2 separate regions of the Mus musculus genome follow, and region 2 is linked to region 1. Evidence: chromatin contacts called from public HiChIP or PLAC-seq data. All regions are on one chromosome and are shown on one strand. The core of a region is the stretch at or near the end of the contact, and the rest is flanking DNA. Distances in the headings are between cores, read along the strand shown. Region 1 overlaps Snrpd3 (small nuclear ribonucleoprotein D3). Region 2 holds the start of Chchd10 (coiled-coil-helix-coiled-coil-helix domain containing 10).

Region 1 (7,023 bases), core at 2,372-4,871:
TTGACAGAGCAACTAAGGTTCTAAAACTCAAAGTTTACTTCTGTTTATTTAAAAACAAATATAAGCATGTTCTACAGCACCAGCTTTTCCAGGACCTGCAGTTATCTGTATCGTGGCTGGTTTTATGTGGTCTAAGGGATCAAACCTAGGGCTTCTCTCATGCTTGGCAAGCTCTCCACCAGCCTGTGTAGCTCGGGAGGCTGAGGCCACTCTAGGCATCATAAAGAGACCCTTTCTAGTTTTAAAAGCAATAACTTTAAAAAGAAAATGATAAGCATGTGTGCCAGTAAATATAATTTAAGGAGAGTAACAGACAAGTGTATTTCACCATACATCAAGAAAGTTCTCAATGATTTGTGTGGGAGAGAGTAGCAGGATCAGTGGTTCTATAGAAACTAAAATGACACTTTTGAAACCACGATGGCGCTGTTTGATCTATCTGCTTGGTTGTTACTAACCCCTCTGTACATAAATGATCTGCATGAATTTGAGTGTTACCTTACAAAAAATATAGCCTATAAGAAACTTATCTAGGATTAGGTTGCTTAGAAAAAGCAAAACACTGTGGTAACTAACACCAGCAAAGTTTGAGATTTCTCAATGCAATGTTTTTTTAAGACAAGAGTTTCACTGTGCAGCCCTGTCCAGCCTGAAACTCAGGGTCTTTGTGCCTCAGCTCCCCAGTCACTGGGACTGTAAACAAAGGGCGCCCTTGCTTGGCTATGTGATTAAATTTCTGTAGATAACCTAAGCTCTTTAGCTGGGGGGGGGGGGGGGGGGGACGGACACTGGTGTTCAGGCTATATGAATTGCTTTCAAATGAGTTATGTTCTTTGCACTGCTTTGTACTATTAACATTTTTATGTGTTTCCTAAGAACTAAGATAGGTCAAATCATTTGATAGTGATGTAACATAATTGGCAACTAACGTATATCCAGTGTGTGTGAGTGTGTGTGTGTGTGTGTGTGTGTGTGTGTGTGTGTGTGTATGTGTAAAATTATCCTCAACTGTGTGTACAGTTGTGTGTGTGCGTGTGTGTGTAAAATTATCCTCAACTGTGTGTACAGTTTTAGCATGTTGACAATCTTGGCCATACAGAAGGAAAAATCACTTCTGCTGCCCCTCACAACAGGAATCTCTTCTGACACTGGATATGAGAGTTTGCCCACATGCCAAGAAAGAAGTCAGTTGTGCAGTGCTGTCCAGTTGAGTGTGCCCTCGTGTGGCTTAGCTCTGGTGCTTGAGAGAGAAAGGGTCAGGTATCTGGTTAAAGGCTCAACCCTTAAGACTGTCCCCTCTTTAGATACCAATGACAGTCCCAGTTTATTTTAGCCTGGGCTCTGTCTGAGCAGGCAAAAGTCTGTGTCCCTACAGTCCCTTCCTTATTTATTTATTTATCTATTTATTTATCTATTTATTTTTGGTTTTTCAGGATAGGGTTTCTCTGTATAGCCCTGGCTGTCCTGGAACTCACTCTGTAGACCAGGATGGCCTCCAACTCAGAAATCCGCCTGCCTCTGCCTCCCAGGTGCTGGGATTAAAGGCGTGCGCCACCACACCCAGCCCTTCCTTAGTTTTGATCAACCTTTGTTTAACCAGCTCACAGCATTCGGGGAAGTACATTTACAGGTATGTGTAGACTAGGACTAAGGATATAGATGTGTCAAACAAGGCCTGGACACTCAGTTTCCATGCCTCCTCATGATACACCACCCTCCAGGAACTTCCATGTGTTCAGCTATCTGAAACTTCTCTAAAGTATGTTTTATGGAAACATAATTGAATAGATGGGACTGAAATATAATCATGTGAAAAAAAAGTAATTTGAAAAGAAAACAACTGTAGATCTCATACTAGGAATGGAAAAATCCAGGGCCTTGCACATGGTAGATAAGTATCTGCCACTGACTATATCCCAGCCCAGGCATTACTCTGTCTGAAATGAAGGTCATGGGGATTTACTTACAGACAACTCCAGAACAGAACAGAACAGAACAGAACAGAACAAAACAGAAAGGCAGATCAGAATTCGTTTCTCTTAATTCTAGCTTTTGTGCACTATCTTAAAAAGTCCCGGCACTCAGAAGAGGGAGGCAGTCAGATCTCTGAATTCCAGGACAGTCAGGTCTACACAGAGAAACTTGCCTCAAAACAAAACCAAAAAGAATTATGAGGTCAGAATTGAGGACAAAACACTATATTCTACACTCCAGCATTACTTCACAATCCTACATTGTGCTCTTCTCCGTCTTGGCCCACAGATGTCATTTTAGTTGAATATCTAGTCTGTGTTGCTTATTGTGGCTGGCTATTAGGAAACCATAAACTGTTCCTGCTTGACTTTCAGTAAAACCTAAGTGCTCGAAGCTGGAGAGATGGCTCAGCAGTTAAGAGCACTTGCTGCTTTTCCAGAGGACAAATATCAGGTTCCTAGCACTCAGGGAATCTTAACCCCACTGCTTCAGCTTCTGCTGTCACATACACACTACACTTAAATACATTTTAAGTATTTATTTTTTTTTAAATATTTATTTATTTATTTATTTATTTATTATATGTAAGTACACTGTAGCTGTCTTCAGACACTCCAGAACAGGGCATCAGATTTCGTTGTGGATGGTTGTGAGCCTCCATGTGGTTGCTGGGATTTGAACTCAGGACCTTTGGAAGAGCAGTCGGCGCTCTTAACCGCTGAGCCATCTCACCAGCCCCATTTTAAGTATTTTAAATGTAATTAAGATAAACATACTGCAGCGGGCCTTCCCTGGGACTGTGTCACCATTTGTCCAGGAGCAGGACAGGGGTGCATTAGAACATAGCAGTCTGGTGCTGGGGTATTTGTCAGATTCATTGAGAACCCATCATGGCACATTGGCAGAAGCACCTAGTTTAAGCCTTGTTGGGTCTGTATGACAGCCTTGTGGAGACTTCGAGGCACAGTGGAGAGAGCTGAGTGGGGAGGAAGATGAGGCGTAATGATTATACATCTCAAAAATAGACATTACTGGGTTTGTTATATCTTAGGTAGTTGAGACACCATTTAGACATGCTTTGCCGTGTTTAATTGTGGTTTTTAACAGCTCCAGGAAAGTAGTCTGTGCCACTTCAAGGTAGGGAGTAGTACAGAGTCAGACAGTCAGAGAGACCTGGGTTTGAACTCACAAAACACATGAAGGCAGTGTGACTTTGTGCAGGAGGATGGGGTGAGTAAAGGCATGGACCTTCAAGAACAGATCTGCGTCTCACAGGTTGTGTCTCCTGTAGGGTTTCATGGTCTAAAATCAGCCATTTGGGGCAGTACCTGCTGTCTGTATTCCTGCTCAGGAAACACTGGTGGTTGTTATATTGTGTTTTCTCTAGTAGGGGAACTGAGACTGAGAAAATTCTGAAGATGTGTTCAGGGTTAAACCTGGAGGAGGGTGGCAGACCCAGCTCTCACTGAAGGTCCTCAGCCACTTCAGTGGCTTCTGTGGAGTCACAAATTCGCCTGGAATTGAGGGGGTTGAGTGGAATCTGGGTTTTTCAGCTGGGTAAGCTAACCCATAACTACTTATTTGTGCTAGCAGAGGTTCTGATACTTGTCTAGGGGACTGTGGCAAGGACTTAGAAACTGAGATTTTAAGGAACTGACAATAGGAAGCCTGCAGTTGGCTGGTGGGAAACCGGGGCCCTCTTGCCCTTGAATATAGAACAGGAACAGTGGTTTGCAATCCTAGAAATGATTCCTGATGCTCAGATACAGTGGGGCAGCCTCAGAGCTTTGATGGATTTTGGTTTTGGTTTTCACATTGGTGTTCAACCAGAAACCACCTGGCCCTTCAGAAGGAGCAAAGGGTAAGGCGGCCGGCAGCATAGAAGCCGGTCCTGGGAGACAGTGCTCCTGAAGATGCTCTGTGAGCAGATTAATCCAGTCTTAGAAAGATAGCTGTTTTCTCTCATTTGTAATTCCTAGATTTTATACTCACATCAAATGATGTATGTATGTAGAAAATGAAAGTAGAAGTTGAGTTTTTGTTGGCGGTAAGGGGCTAACAGTGGGGAGAAGAGGCAATAAAAAAGGGGAGGGGAAGTGGGTAGGGAAATATATCAAATGTACAGTAACAGTATACATGATTTAAATTTTATAAGAAAGAAATCTAGGAGCTGCACATCTTTGCAGCATGGTTTACCCACTCTAGATAAAGCCTAGTCCTTTGTGCCCACAGGAAGGCAATTAAGCAGTTGTGGTAAAAGTGGCATGTAGTGGATTTGGTGCTGGCAAGTTTATGTCACTTTCCTGTTCACTGTAGATCTCCTGACTGGGCTCAAATTCCTCCTTCCCTTCATTCTACGCTTACTCATGTTGGCACATTTGTCTTCCCAAAATACTACCTTAGCCCTGTTAGGCATTTCTCCGCCCACACCCTTGAGTGGTCTGCCTGCTCTCTGAAGTGTCCTCAGTACTGTCCAGATGTGCTGCTTCAGTCCAAGCATGCTGAAAGCTCCTGCTTGGGTTTTCCTCTCCTTGTGCAGGCTGGGAGCAGGCTCTACCATGTTACTTCTCGGTCCTAGTCTAGTCACCCGCCTTCCCAATGTATGCTGAGTCAGAACTATGCCTGCTGCATATGTATGACCCTGAAGATGCCTTTCCAGCTGGAGTGCCAGCGGGTCCATGAGGCTGCACTTTAGACATGAACTAAGAAAGGCTTTATCACCTGCCACTCACAGCCTGGCCCAGGAGGATGTAAGCTGGGGCTCTGCATCTGAACTTGGAGTTGCAGCATGTCAGTGATCTGATGTGGGTTGTGTTTGATCGTAATCTGTAAAAATGGGAGAACTCATACTTCCGCCTGCCGTTTCTGTGAGGTGTACAGTCCCTGATGCGTACAGAAAGCTCCAGCCATTGCTAGGGTAGTTCACCCGCATTGTCTGCTTCTTTTCTTGATGCTGGTGTCAGGCCTCTGTAATTCTAAACTTAATCCAGTTAAGGCTCTCTGGCTTTGTGTGCTCCAATGCTTTGATCTTACAAATAAACTGGTGATTCCCTTCCAGATGTCCAACATCACAGTCACATACAGAGATGGTCGAGTGGCACAGCTGGAACAGGTATATATACGTGGCAGCAAGATCCGATTTCTGATTTTGCCTGACATGCTGAAAAATGCACCCATGTTAAAGAGCATGAAAAATAAAAACCAAGGCTCAGGGGCCGGCAGAGGAAAAGCTGCTATCCTGAAGGCCCAAGGTAGGTACCCTTGGCTGGCTTTAGAATTACTACTAACCTTGTTTCTTTTGTTGCATGGGGACAAGTGAATCTGACTTGCTGCTGTACCCTGTCCTGATCTGTCCCCAGGATTGAGAAATCATTGATAATGGGGCCTTTCCCTGTTACCTTTCTTGTCTTACTTGATCCTATCACAGAGTTTAGTGTAAAATCCAAAATCTCAAGCAAGGTATGATGGCTCACACCTATAATTCCAGCACTTAAGAGGCTGAGACAGAAAGAATACAGTGAATTGGAGGCCAGCCTGAGCTACGTATATATAGCAAGACTTTGGAGGGACAACCAGAGAGAACACTGTCTAACTCATACAATCTATAGTGAAGGTCCCTCCTTTTCAGAAATTCTATCCAAGAAGACTGGGCAACTTGCTCTGGTCTAGTGAGGATATGGATAATGCCTGAAAATGTTCGGTAGCATTCCCAGAACTATGTGTGACACACACAAAAGACATGCACGTGCACATACACACACACTTTTTTCCTACTCACCCAAGACAGAAAGGGTAACAAGTGAAGACAAACTGCACTCAGGTCTGTCTTGATAAACCAGTGAGCTATTAGGGTTGCTCAGGAGCATGGTGGATTTTGTGGCTTCACTGGAGCCCGTCAGTTAGCCATTCACTTTCTCTGTACTTACCACCTCCCAAGGCAGCAGCCGTGAGGGTAGGAGAGTGTATCAGGGAGGCGAGGGTCTGCTGTGCCTTCCCACAGCTGCTGTGATCTCATGGTGTAGACAGCCGTGTCGTGTCTGGGAAGTAATGTTGTGCAGCAGCAGCACAGAGACCACATGCTGTCTTCTAATGCCTGCACATGTTCCAGACAGATATGAGCTTCGGGTACCCAGGCTGGAACAACCTTGACCTTCTAGCGCTCTTGTCTCTACCTCCCAAGAGCTTGTGCAGACCCACCTGGTTTATGGATGAACATGGGGTCTCAACAGGCAGGCATTTTATGAGCTGAGCTGCACCCCAGCCCTCTGATTAGCACCATCTTGTTAATTTTTGTTTATTCTCTAAAATTGTGAATTAGCTAATTTGGGGTGGGGGCAGATGTGGAGATGAGGACAACTTGCAGGGGTTGAGCATAGGCTGGCAGGATTGGCAACACGCGCCTTTACTTGCTGAACTGTCTTACCACCCCTTGTTTCTCACTTTCTTTTGTATTTTACATATATATTTTTTAAGATTTTATTTACTTTATGTATATGAGTACACTGTCGCTGTCTTCAGACACACCAGAGGAGGGCATCAGATCCAATTACAGATGGTCGTGAGCCACCATGTGGTTGCTGAGACTTGAACTCAGGACCTCTGGAAGAACAGTGGTCTTAACCACTGAGCCATCTCTCCAGCCCCTCACATTTTCTTAAACTTGACAGTAAATCCCTCCTTTGACACATGCCAGCAGTTATGACCACACTGTCCCCCAGATACTTATTAGCTGCTCTTGGAGGCTAGCCTGATTATGGCTTGCATTTGAGTCTCTGAAAAATTCTGCCACATTGTTAGGCACAAAAGCATGGTCCTAAGCAACTGCATTGGTGTTGGAAAAAAGATCTTAGGGTGTGAAAGGCCCAGGTCCTCCACAGCAGCATATGTTAATGTTTTATATGGGAGGTAGGTTCTGTGCTTAAAGACAAAATAGTTTAGGGGTTGGAGGGGGGTGGGGTTGGTTGGTTTCTTTTGTCTTAAGACTTCTAAAAAAATAAAAATAAAATAAAATCTTTGACCAGTGTTGGCTTGGTGTTAAAGGCGGTTGTC
Region 2 (7,023 bases), core at 1,892-4,391, 400 kb after region 1:
CCGTCTGACAGATGTCAACCGTGGGAGAAGAAGGAGCTGAGAGACTCCCTGTAGACCCTGCAGCAGCCCAGACTCAGGGCAGCTCCTTCCCAGACTCTATCCGCGTAGGCCCTCCACTGCCTCCCACACTTAGGAATCTCCTCTTCCCAAGTTCTCAGTCCTCCTGGGACTTCTAGGATTTAATGAGGGAGACTGGTAAGCTCAGAGAACCCCTGGTCTCATCTGTAGCCAGTAAGAGTTTGGGGAACAGTCATTATTCTAAATTTATCCTAAATCTCCAACATCCCAGAGCACAAATCCGAGTCCAGAGAGGTTAAAGACTACCCCACCCCCCCCAACCCCCGACTCCCGGGATCGCACAGCAAACCAGACAAGAGCTGGGGTTTACCGCCTCTCCTCAGAGCTTACCCGTTCCCCGCCAGCTTGGCTCATCTCCAAGATGCACATTCCTAAGCAGCATTTATGTTTCTAGTGCATTCCCTCTTTCTTAGCTAGCACCCTTCCTCTGGCCTGTCCCCTGTAAGGGACCTGACTCACTCTGCCCCACCCTCTGGTCTGGAAGCTGCCAATAGGAAGCCTCAGGCACACTCAAGGGACTCTTGGCTGACCCATTCTCCTGGCCTATCTTAGACCCTCAAGGTCAGTCCTAGGAGTGACTCCCAACCCAGACCATGGGGAGGAACCTAGTGGAAGGTAGTTAAGAAAGGAGCCCCAGACTAGGAAACCACTGGGGAAGATCAAGCGGTCCCTTCCTGAACCTCAGTTTGCTTTTGGTCTAATGGGGATGAAACAGGTCAGTAGTAGGTATCCGTGAGAGGCAACGGAGCAGGAGATAAGGAAACAGCCCAAACCATACACGCAACTGATACACAGACCACCCTTGTGCTTCTGCCTAACCCCTTCCCACCCATCCCTACTAGCTCCAGAAGGAAGGGCAGCTTCCCTGGCTGCTAGGTGGTGGATTTTTCACAAGCTGGGGGCTGGGGTGAATAAATATTTACCGAGCTCTTTTGGCCCCGCCGATGGCAGTCTAGGGATAAAAGCGTTAGAGGTGACCAACCCTTTCTGCGCATCTAAAGTGTGACAGATCCTCGGCTCGGATCCCACCCCAGGCTTGCCCCCCCAAGCCCTGTACAAGCAAGCATTGGTGTGGTTTGCCTCGTCTTTTATCCTAAATGCCCAACAGGAGGTACCGGTGCTCTTTCCTGCTTTGCCCCCTTAGTAAGAAGTCAGGAGAAGTGCAATTCTCGAAGGCATGAGTTCTATCGCTGGCTTCTGCGGGGGTGGGAGTGGGTGGGGGTACGGATGGGGGGAGGGAGGGGATTAACGACTGCGCTCCGCTCCGAGTTCTAGAACAGGGAACTCCATGTTTTGCTTGAGGAGGTCCTGATCCACAATACCCACTCCCCTTTCCAAACCCTTTCTCTTCCAGTGTGCAGCAAAACTGGCAGATGGATTGGTATGGCTGGACCTGTCCTGGGACACCTGCCTATCATACCTTCCTCCCATCCATCATTCCTTGAGCTGGCCGGCTGCCTTAGCTGGCTACTGAGGGCACGGTACCCCGTGGGCATTGTAGATCTGTAGTGGTTCCAGCTCCAGCCCCAGCACAGCTTAGTCTCTACTCTGACAGGTGCCTCAGAGACCAAGCTGGAAGAAGGATGCAGCCATTGGGACACACAGGCTGGGAAACCCTCAATCTCTCTTCTTCCCCTTTGCCTCTTTGCACCCCCTTTCCTTTCTCTTCTTCTTTATGCTTTTGTTCCCCCGGTGCTCCCTTCTATTCTGACTGCACCTGATGCTCGCACACACTATCTCTCTCAGGTGCATTTTCTGTCGGCTACCAGGACTCCCAGACTTGTCTCCTGCAAGCTGGGGCACCTCTCTCAACTTGGGCCCCATTTTCTCCTTCCTAGCTCTTCCTTTATTCTCCATCCACGGTACACACCTTGCAGGGGTGCTTACTGGAACCACACACCCGGAGGCTGCCCCTTTTTGCTCCCCCCTCCCCCCAGACTTGCTTTGCTTCATTCCAGTGATGAACAAGGGGCCTTGGCATCCACTCCCTCTGCTACCTCTATCAACACACACTCCAGCATCCCTAGCTGGGGGCTGGAGAAGCCGGTCTCCAAACTGAGTTCAGCGCAGAGACGCGTCTCACCAGCTCCACTTGCACACTGCCAACCACGGGAAGCTCATTATAGTACGCTCAGAGAGACCCAGAAGGCATTTCGGGGACAGACTGCACTAGGGTAGCCAGGGAGCTCGCTTGGTGGGTCAAGCTCAGCCAGTGGGCCCAGCCCGCGTGCCCAGCCCTCCCTCGGGGAGGAGTGGCGGGCACTCACCGGTGGCCTGGCCCGGGCCATCAGCGGCGACGGCAGGAGCAGCAGCAACAGGAGCAGCAGAGGCAGCGGGAGCAGGAGGACGCGCGAAATCGCGCGGAGGAGACAGGCGGCCCGTGCCATCCGCCCCGGGGCTGCTGGGCCTGCTGGGCCAGGCCGGGCCGCCGCCCCTTATAGCATTCGCCCCGCCCCCGCCGGCGCCGGGACCGCACCCCCCACCGCCCCGCCTCCCCCTGCCTTTTGTTCTAAACTCAACCGGCCTGCAGCAGCGGTCTGAGTTAGGGAGGAGTGCCCGGAGGGGCTGGGTCCCTTAGAACTAGTGAGAGCCGGGGAGAGCTCAATTCTGCTCTCCAGCCCCACTTCAGAAGTCTCATCCTTCGCCAGGTCTCTCCATGGTGGCTTGACTTGTTTTAGCCTGTGGCAGGTGGTCAGATCCCCAATCTAAACAGCCCTAGCTAACAGGAAAGTGGTACAATAGCTCTTGCAAGGAGCGGACTATTGAAATGTGACCTCAGGGGAAACTGAGGCATATGGCGGAAGTTGGCCAGTCCCCACACCTTAAAACAAAACAGAGACGGGTCTGGAAAGATGGATCAGTGGTTAGGAGCACTTGTTGCTCCTGCAGAGAAACCTGGCTCCCGTTCCTAGCACCCACAGGGTGGCCATCTAGGAACTGATGCCTTCTTCTGACCTCTACTGACACTTGGCACACGCTGATGCAAATGGCTGATGCAAATGCGCACACTTAACAATTTCAGACCAGAGGCAGTCAGCGAGGATCTTGGAGGGAGGGACCAGATTTTTTCTCTACTAGCAGGCAACTGGGTCAGTTGGCTGGGAGGAAAGGGTCAGGGATGTTTGAGTTGGACACTGGAATCTCAGGTTGTTCCCTGGCCGGGGGGCACACTAGCCAACAGGCTTTTCCTGACCAGTCAGGCTCAGCCATCTGAGACAGGGACAGAATCACATCTGAGAGGGAGGTCTACGTGCTGAAAACAGTTCAACTACTCTAATCTCTGCAGCGAGTGTCCAACTGTGCAGTGTTCCCTCTTGGATGACAATGGCTCTACAAGGCACTGCAGGCCTCTTCCACCAGGCCTTCAGCTCTCTTCTGAATTCTGGTGGGCCAGTGGGGCCCTGAGCTGCTGCAAAGTAGGGGCAGAGAGTGGTAAGTTTTACTTGGCCATCTGCAATCTTTTAAAAAGCCTCACCTTTTAAAGGCTGCCATTCCTTCCCGTCGTCCTTCCTCCCTTCCCACCCACCCCTCTTTTCTTTTTTTTATGACAGAGTCTCTCTCTCTCTCTCTCTCTCTCTCTCTCTCTCTCTCTCTCTCTCTTTTTTTTGACAGAGTCTAGTATGTGTACATGTAGCCCAGGCAGGCCTCCAACTCAAGATTCCTGTCTTTGCCTATTCTGACTGATAGGACTGCAAGCATGTATCATCATAGCTAGAATTTCCAGGTCTGGTTCAGACTCATCTCAGCAGTGTTGGTCAAAGAATCATAAAATGGATGAGGCATTCATAGTCCTACCCTCCACCCCCAAGAGTGGGTTTCTCTGTGTAGCCCTGGCAATCCTGGGACTCTGTAGAGTAGGCTGGCCTTGAACTCAGAGATCTGCCTCTATTAAAGGCATGCACCACCATGCATAGCATTTTAAAAATAAACTCTTCATTGGATGCATGCCTTTAATCCTGACATTTGGGAGACAGAAGCAAGTGGATTTCTGTGGGTTTGAGACCAACCTGCTCTACAGAGTGAGCCAGGCTATATGAAGATCCTGTCTCAACAAAAGAACCCCCAAACCCTAAAACATTTATTTGTGCAACCTAAACAGCCTTCAGTGTTGCCAGGGATGCACGACTATTTTCTGAGGAACTTGCAGCTTATCAGCCAGACCCCCCACCCCCCCCACCCTCCACTTCCCACCCCCTTACCCCCCAACCTGCCCCATTACCCCACATTACCACACTTAGTAGAGGATCTGGAAGGTGGGCTAGCCACGGAGGCCCACAGAAGGGGTTGAAGCTGGAAGAATGTTACCACTTGCCTACTGGATACAAGGTAAGCAGAGGCCAAATAGATAAGCCAGTGGGGTCTGCTCAAGCCTGCCCCCCCCTTTTTTTTTTTAATTTTCTACAACAGCACATTTTTTTAAAAGATTTATTTATTTATTATATGTAAGTACACTGTAGCTGTCTTCAGACACTCAAGAAGAGGGCATCAGATTTCGTTATGGATGGTTGTGAGCCACCATGTGGTTGCTGGGATTTGAACTCGGGACCTTCAGAAGAGCAGTCGGCACTCTTAACCACTGAGCCATCTCGCCAGCCCCCTGCCCCCCCTTTTTTAAAAGATGTATTTATTTATTTCGTGTATGTGGGTACATTGTCGCTGCCTTCAGACACACTAGAAGAGGGCATCAGATCTCATTATAGACAGTTGTGAGCCACCATGTAGTTGCTGGGAATTGAACTCAGGACCTCTGGAAGAGCAGACAGCTCTCATAACCACTGAACCATCTCTCTCCAGCCCCAGTCAGTGCTCTTAACAGTTAAGCCACCTCTCTAGCCTGAGTCTGGCATTTTTTTAAAGGAAAGAGTGGCTTGTCTTTTACCTACTCACCTCACCAAAAAGTCTATCCTGCAGATGGGTGGTGATTCCACTTGGGAGGAAAGCTGAAGTCTTAATGAAAGAGGCCTGCTACAGAGGCTGCTTAAAGAAACCAGGTTTGGGACACCTGAATGGGCAATGCATGGTCCTGAATAGTTTTGACCCCTGTTGCTGAGGCATTTGAATTGTTTGTGCCAAGTGATCTCTGTTGTCACAGTAAAATAAACACTGAAAGAAGAGGAGAAAGAACTCAAGGCCCCCTGTGCCCTTTCTACTCTGGCCAAAGGTTATTATTATTTGTTTTATTTTGTTTTGTTTTGTGGGAGACAGTTCTGTGTAGCCCTGGAACTCAGTCTGTAGACCAGGCTGGCCTCGAACACACAAGATGCACCTACCTATACCTGCCCCCCCCCCAAGTTCTGGGGTTACAGGTGTGTGCTCTTTTAACCTTTTTTTTTTTTTTCTCTCTCCAGAGGTTATGGCATGATCCCAGCCAAGGTCTCTGAGGAAAAGTCTGTGAAAACCGAGTTCCAGAGGACAGGGAAGGGCCTTTGGTGATCCTGGGATGGTTATTTTCAAACTCTGTCTTGTGATGGGTCTCAGAGAACACAACCTGGCCTGCAGTCTCCATTCGCTTCTCCGCTGGCGGTCTATGTGTCTCTTTCTTTCCTCCTGGGCTCGTGGCAAACCCCTATTGCATTGCTTGAGTTCTGACAGAAAGACCTGCCCTCGCTGCCCCGTGCCTAACTAAGCCTTGGGCTTTCCAAAGCTGACCGGTGTCCCCAGGACTCGCGTAGCTCCGCCCTGCACTGGGATAGCTCCGGAGCCCTAAATCCAGGAGGTTAATGGAAGGGCGAGCTTTGGCCCCTCCCATTTGGAGGGCGTGGATCAGAGGCCCCGCCCCAGATCCCGCCCATTTCACCTGACTCTAAGGACGCTGCCGTGTTAGTTGCCCGGCACTGAGCGAGCGGCTGCTACGGTCCACGCTTCTTACTCAGCTCCAACTTGATCCCACCGCAGTCATGCCTCGGGGAAGCCGCAGTGCGGCTGCCAGGCCGGTCAGGTGAGAGAGAGAGCGACAGGGACCCCGTGGGGTCGGGTGAGGGAAACGTGGGTGCTCTCCCAAGGGCGTCCGCAGAATGACCTTGGAGTCTGCTGCGCCATGTTGGCTGGGGGGTGGGGTGGGAGGACGGGGACGCAGAAGCGTGAGTCTAAACGAGGGTCCCACTGGACCCTGGAGTAGAGGGGTTTATTCCCGGAGCATTAACCTTGTTTCTCTCCTCTTGCTTCCTGCAGCCGCCCAGCCCCGCCTCCTGCGCACCCACCACCCTCAGCGGCCGCCCCGGCACCTGCCGCTCCCGGCCAGCCGGGTCTTATGGCTCAGATGGCATCCACCGCCGCAGGCGTAGCCGTGGGCTCAGCTGTAGGGCATGTCATGGGTAGCGCCCTGACCAGTGCCTTCAGTGGGGGAAATTCAGAGCCTGCCCAGCCTGCCGTCCAGCAGGTGAGCGGGAGGACTCAAGAAACGGAGGCAGGATTCACACATGGTTGCATAAGGAGCTGCTTAAGAGTCCAATGAGGAGTGGCCCAATGTATTCAGAGTTGCCTCAGACCCAGGATTTTGAGGGTCCTAACCCTCATGGTCGTTAAATCTACTGTCACTCGCTGGAAAGCTCGCCCAGCCCTCATTTGAAGGCAAAATATCTGACTGTCGGAGACTGACATGCACTAGATCTATTTTTTTAAAGATATATTTATTTATTTATTATATGTAATTTAACTGTAGCTGTCTTCAGACACCCTAGAAGAGGGCATCAGATCTCATTACAGACGGTTGTGAGACACCATGTGGTTGCTGGGATTTGAACTCAGGACCTTCAGAGCAGTCGGTGCTCTTAACCACTGAGCCATCTCGCCAGCCCCCACTAGATCTTTTAAGAGGGAGACCTCTCAAGATGGGTACAAAGACTTGTCCAAGGACGCCTAACCCTAGCGGAGCGGGGAAGAGATGCAGTATTTCCCAAAGCCCTCATTCTCACCAAAGCCCAGCCTGTCTTCATAGTATCTGTT

What was found. HiChIP or PLAC-seq counts read pairs in DNA pulled down with a chosen protein or histone mark.
Region 2: a contact with region 1 is called in an H3K4me3 HiChIP or PLAC-seq map of the SCID.adh cell line, with 4 times the contacts expected there. The contact joins the promoter of Chchd10 here to the enhancer-like site in region 1. A contact is called at or near these places in 13 of 39 promoter capture datasets (the 3T3-L1 cell line, the C10 cell line, the HPC-7 cell line and 9 more), 3 of 484 Hi-C or Micro-C datasets (CD4 T cells, the G1E-ER4 cell line and muscle stem cells), 6 of 115 datasets of contacts at active chromatin or transcription factors (the SCID.adh cell line, bone marrow-derived macrophages, embryonic stem cells and 2 more) and 2 of 9 other capture datasets (adipose tissue and liver).

What each region holds. Positions count from the first base shown.
Region 1 is chr10:75,527,145-75,534,167 of GRCm38.p6, forward strand. Snrpd3 (small nuclear ribonucleoprotein D3) reads left to right here. Exons shown (of 4, transcript NM_026095.4): 3 at 5,033-5,225. It also overlaps the pseudogene Gm35061. Among named protein-coding and RNA genes, the nearest start is that of Snrpd3, 13 kb to the left of the region's middle. Within about 2 kb of position 3,622, at least 53 of the 459 cell types and tissues checked have an H3K27ac peak or open chromatin away from gene starts, as enhancers often do. A contact at or near this core is called in the G1E-ER4 cell line, the SCID.adh cell line and bone marrow-derived macrophages, where this site is marked.
Region 2 is chr10:75,929,989-75,937,011 of GRCm38.p6, forward strand. It overlaps Chchd10 (coiled-coil-helix-coiled-coil-helix domain containing 10), which reads left to right and starts at 3,142. Exons shown (of 5, transcript NM_175329.4): 1 at 3,142-3,510; 2 at 5,427-6,016; 3 at 6,250-6,457. The coding sequence starts at 5,976. Mmp11 (matrix metallopeptidase 11) reads right to left here and starts at 2,514. Exons shown (of 8, transcript NM_008606.3): 1 at 2,346-2,514. The coding sequence starts at 2,465.